Regions from separate parts of the Mus musculus genome. Here region 1 is linked to region 2. Evidence: chromatin contacts called from public Hi-C data. All regions are on one chromosome and are shown on one strand. Each heading gives the region's core, a stretch centred on a gene start, on an enhancer-like site or on the middle of the called end of the contact. The rest is flanking DNA. Distances are from core to core; before and after follow the strand shown.

The links. A called contact is a pair of places that touch in the nucleus more often than the background predicts.
Region 1: a contact with region 2 is called in a Hi-C map of bone marrow-derived macrophages, with 4 times the contacts expected there. The contact joins two enhancer-like sites. A contact is called at or near these places in 1 of 484 Hi-C or Micro-C datasets (bone marrow-derived macrophages) and 1 of 115 datasets of contacts at active chromatin or transcription factors (astrocytes).

Annotation. Positions count from the first base shown.
Region 1 is chr6:33,822,829-33,825,528 of GRCm38.p6, reverse strand. The region is part of intron 12 of Exoc4 (exocyst complex component 4); the gene reads right to left. Among named protein-coding and RNA genes, the nearest start is that of Gm13853, 170 kb to the left of the region's middle. Within about 2 kb of position 1,323, at least 56 of the 459 cell types and tissues checked have an H3K27ac peak or open chromatin away from gene starts, as enhancers often do. A contact at or near this core is called in bone marrow-derived macrophages, where this site is marked.
Region 2 is chr6:33,404,424-33,407,123 of GRCm38.p6, reverse strand. The region is part of intron 7 of Exoc4 (exocyst complex component 4); the gene reads right to left. Among named protein-coding and RNA genes, the nearest start is that of Gm38785, 37 kb to the left of the region's middle. Within about 2 kb of position 1,358, at least 9 of the 459 cell types and tissues checked have an H3K27ac peak or open chromatin away from gene starts, as enhancers often do. A contact at or near this core is called in bone marrow-derived macrophages, where this site is marked.

The sequences.
Region 1 (2,700 bases), core at 74-2,573, 420 kb before region 2:
CTGCGTGAGCCAAGCAGGTGGGAGAGTCTTCACAGGCTGAGGAGGGTTAGAGCTGGGTGGACCTTTGCTGTTCCTCTGGCTCATGACTTTGTTTTGTTTTTGTTGTTGGTTATTTTTCATTTACATTTCATTAGGTTGGAAATGTTCAAGGCAAGCTCAACTCTGTTCTTAATCCTACAGATTATGCAGGGGTACTGAAGTACTTCCTGAGTTTGAAGGCATCCATGAATGTCCGTTTCTGCTAGTTAACACAATGGGTGTTATAACTGCACTTGGACCATGCCGTCCACCTCACCCCATTGGAGTCATATAGTACTCTTTGCCACTAACTGGGAAAATGCCAAACTTCCCTTCCTTACCTATGCACACATTCTGCCCTTGTTACGATTTGCTCGCTTTCCTGCATGCATCCATTCACCCTTCTGCTTTACTGCAATTCTCCCCATTCAGTTTAGCAAAGGCTTCCTCATTCATTCACCAAACATGCCAAGGGGGGCAGCAAGGTGTTACCCCTGAGTTGGATCTGCTATCATCATCCTTTCTCAAGAGTGCTCCTTAGCATTCTGGTATGCTTGGGATCAAATCCAGGGCCCTTTGCATGCTAGTCAAGTTCTACAGCAATTCCACTGAGTTCATGCTAAGCTTGCAGGTGTGTCATGCTGCAAAGTGTCTTCATACTTTAGCATAATTTCTAGCTCCTTTATGAAGACACAGTGAATGGCTGAAAGGTGAGTCCCCAGCTGCTTATAACTCTCAGTAGTATGCTGTGTCTGATATCAATGGAACCTCTAAGTATATAGCAGAGGTTTTATTTGTGTTTTCTACCAGCTTCAACATCATGGTTGTGTGTGTGTGTGTGTGTGTGTGTGTGTGTGTGTGTGTGTGTGTGTGTGTGAGAGAGAGAGAGATTGAGAGAGAGAGAGACAGAGACAGAGACAGAGACAGAGACAAGTGTGAGTACTCCGGCCACTGGAGAAAAATTAATGAACTGATACCAAATTAAAATGAAGAGAAACTTCACAAAAACTGTGAATTCTAAGCATTAAATGACTCGTTGGGGACAGATGGAACTGCTGGTTGAATCTCAGGGCAAAGAGGACAAACATGGGGAGAGAAGCATTTGGCTTAGAGGTGGCACAGTAATAGACAGACTGCCTGATTAGGAACATGGTACATTTCAGAACTCACAACTGGGTTTACTTGAAGCTCCAAGGGGTATGACTAATTAAGGAAAACACTTCTAGTTCTTACTTCCCTTGTAGGGAACATCTGCACCCCAATCACGTGCCATGACATCATTCCAGAGCAGTCTTTCTCTTGAGCACTGTGCTCTCACAGGAGAGATGTCCCTGACCTTTCCTCAGATCTTTAAACCCACAGCTCTGCTCAGGTTCTCCTGAGAGACTGGTTCTCAGCAGAGGGCATTGTGAGCTCACAGATTTGACAGCTTCCATGCAAGATCTGCTGAGAATCACGAGGGCGAAGTCGGACTGCAATGTTTCCCTACTTCCTCCCTCCTCCCCTCCCTAGTGTTATATCATTTTGGATCATTTGAATTGTACATGGCTTTCTATTTAAGTCAGTCATTTGCTGGCAGAAAAACTAGAACATTTCCTGTTTTTCCTCTCACTGTAATCAGGATTTGGTTGTCCAAATTAGGACTGCCCTAATTACTCCTCAGCAGGTGCCAATCCGGGGGAGGGCAACAGACTGGAAGAGAGGAAGTAAGGACACTGCATCTTCAGAGTCACGCAAGAAGAAAACACACGCTCCCTAAACCTGAAAAACCTGATGAAGTCACAGAAACACGCTCCTTGGGGTTGCGTGTGGAGAACGTACACACATGTCCATGTAAAACAAGTATAAAGATGGTTTTCTACTTGGTTGACTTCAAAGGTTTACAGATTTGCTTTTCCCAATCACAGATGAATTTACATTAGACCCATAATTCAGGAGCTGTGTACATCACCCCCAGACAATCATGTGTATGGAATCATCTGGGGAAACAAGAAGTGGACATCTTTGCCTCTGCCTCTTTCTCTGTCTCTCTCTGTCCCTCACTCCCCCCACCTTGTGTGTTTGTGTGTGTTTGTGTGTGTGTGTTTGTTTCCACAGGGTTCAGTCTCCTAGACAAAAGAATCAAGATCATTTTTAGAGTGTCACAGACCAAGAACCTAAAGCAATGGCTGTGTTCCAAAAGAACCAGGACATCGGCTTAGTAGGTAAGTGCTGCCAAGCCTGCTGATCTAATGTCTTTTAGTTAGGGCTCCTATTGCTGCTATGAAACCCCATGACCAAAAAACAATTCGGGGAGGAAAGGGTTTATTTGGCTTACACTTCCACATCATAACTGAAGAAAGTCAGGATAGGAACTTAAAAAGGGCTGGAACCTGGAGGAGAAGCTGATGCAGAGGTCATGGAGGGGTGCTACTTACTGGGTTGTTTCCCTTGGCTTGCTCAGCCTCCTTTATTACAGAATGCAAGGCCACCAGCCCAGCAGAGGCACCATAGTGGGCACCACACCCTGCCAACTACTAACTTAAAGAAATGTGCTACGGGCTTGCCTCCACCCCCTTCTGATGGAAGCATTTTATTAACTGAGGTTCCCTACTCTCAGATGACTTTAGCTTGACATAAAACTTGCCAAATTGGGAGTCCACAGGGTAGAAGGAAAGAACTGACCCCACAAGTTGTTGTCTG
Region 2 (2,700 bases), core at 109-2,608:
TAAATAGGATGATCTACAACCAAACCGCATAGGAGGGGGAAAGAAGACAGATGGCATGAAAAGCAGAAAAAGTCAGATTAAAAAAATAGAAGCCTGGGGGGTTAGTTCTGAAATTATGCATGCCTCTCTGTAGCTGAAAGGAGCCTTGGGCCTACTATACATCACTCACAAAGGGAAATATGGGAAAGCTCAGCAGAAGCATCACTACCAAGTTCAAGACGGTGCCCATCAATGACTAAGGTTTCTGGATGTTTTCATGGTGTTTGTGTGTGCTGCGCAAATGTGTGTGCATGTGTGTCTGCATCTCTCTTGGTTTCTGGGTTTTGTATTTCTGTGTTTGTTTTTTATTTTAGTTTGATTGCCTTTTCATATTTTGCCTTTTTTTTTTCTAAACAGAAAGAAAGAAGTTGTACATTTGGATGGAAAGACAGTGGGCAAAATCTGAGGGAGAAGAAATCTGAATTTATTGTATGTCCAGGCAGTGATGGCACATGCCTTTAATCCCTCAGATGCAGAGACAGGTAGATCATTCTGATTTACAGACCAGCCAGATCTACAGAGTTAGGTCCAGAAGAGCCAGGGCCACAGAGGAAAACCCTGACTCAAAACATAAGCAAACGAAAAAGAATATATTGTGCGGGGAAAAAAAGTTAAATAAAATAATATATAATAAAATAGAAAAATCTGAAGGTTCTCGGTATATTGCAACAAAAAGACTGAACAAGATAAATGCACATGATACAATTTTCCATCAGAACTTGTGTTCTAATGTTTATGCTTAAAAGATAAAATTCTCTCTTGTGGAAATCTGAGATAAGCTGAAAATGTGAATCTAAAACAGTATTTTAATTGAAAAGAACTGGGCATTACCAATCATCTTTTAAAGAAAATACAACATAGGAATTTACTCAAAATAAGTCTCACGCAAACAGAGACAGTGAGACAGTGAGAGACAGAGAGAAAGACAGCATGACATATCAGGATAATGATAAAGATTGACTGCAATGGCAAAGAGCCAGATGGATCTGTCCATGATCTCACAAGAGACCTGGCACAGGAGGGAAGGAAAATGGTTCTAACAAGCTGGATCTTTGAAGCAACATCAATGGTACATTGTTTTTCTGTTTTGTTTTGTTTTGTTTTTGGTTTGAAGTGTTTTGTTTTGTTTTGTTTATTTTATTCTGTAGTGACTCTAAGTAAATGTTGCAGGTTGTTCCTCTGCCTCCCTCTCTAGCAAACTGCCCCTGCAGTCATTGTACAATCTAAAGCATTTGCAAAATGATTTGGGAGGGAAGCTTTGCAATTTGCAATTACAGAAGAGGAAATATACCATGAATGCCAGAGGGGGGAGCTCAGAGCAAAGGGAAAGATCACAAGGAAATGGGCAAGAAAGAGATATGCTGAGAACAGGCCGAGCTTGCACAAAGTATCCTTTTCTTTTTCCAGTATTCTCTTCTGAAATATGTATTACAATACCCGCTGAACAATACCCCACCCCAGCTGAAAGAAAAGTAAATGGAAGTACTGCTGAGGGTAAGCAGTTTAAGCGATGGCCAGGTTTCTGAGTTCTTTGCTTTAGGGAAGTCTCTGGCACCCTGGCCTTTCCTTTCCAATCAGTTTTGATTGCGAATGAGACCACACAGTAGGATTGGCAGCTAATGATGCTGAAGGCACAGTGAAAGAATTAGCCCAAGACAATCATTATTTTTAAAAAGGTGCTTGGCCTCCTCCAGCTTCCTTTATATGTTTACTTCTAAAAAAAACAAAATGGAATTTTAATAGGCTCTTTTCATAATTGAGGCTGTGTGGATTCACTTCCCTTGTTACCACTAAGAAAATATAACTATTTTATCCAAGGGGGAGGGAAGCACTACCATAATCTCCTATAACAATTGCCAGTGACAGGCTTGGGGAATCAGCTAATGAAGACCAAAACCCTCTTCCAAATCTGTACTGTTCTCATCCCTTGTGAGAGATTTCCGTTCTCAATAGGGCCTATTTTGATGCTGGTTTTGTGATGCATTGGTGCTTTGAAACAGTAAAGACCTTGATTTTACATGGAAAGACAATGCTCCAAAATCAGGACCCAGGGAACAACCTTTACACCACCATCATCCTGTATCCCTTAGCTACAGCCACAACATTAGTGAGTATAAACTACCCTATGCTGGGCAGAATACAACAACAATCTGGTTGTCTAGAATTCAGCTGCAGGGCAGGCTCAGCTGTACTTGGTAAAAAGCTACAGGTCAGCTCCAGCACTGGTCACTCATCTCCATCAATTAGCAACTATTTACGAGCATGCTCACTCAGGACAACTGATAGAAGTACAAAGCACAAGGCCATAGCATAAACACACTTCTAGCTTCTGCTGCAGCAAATCTGTTAACATGTCATTGGTCATGGAAAGGCACATGTCCAAACCCAAAGTAAGGAACAAGGACTCATAAGGCTCCATGGAAAATAAAAGAGAGATATGGACCTGAGTTAGAAAATAAGCATGTGCTGAATATACTACAGTCTCAGACACAGCACTACAGGGGTGTCTACTGGCTTACACTCACAGCCTGACACTAATGATATTCTAAGGAATTCTATCGTCACTACACCAACAGGGATGGGGGAAAATGTCTGTATAAATTTGCCCATTATAACACCACTAGAAAATAGAAATTAAGTAAGAAAAATGATTGTAAATTA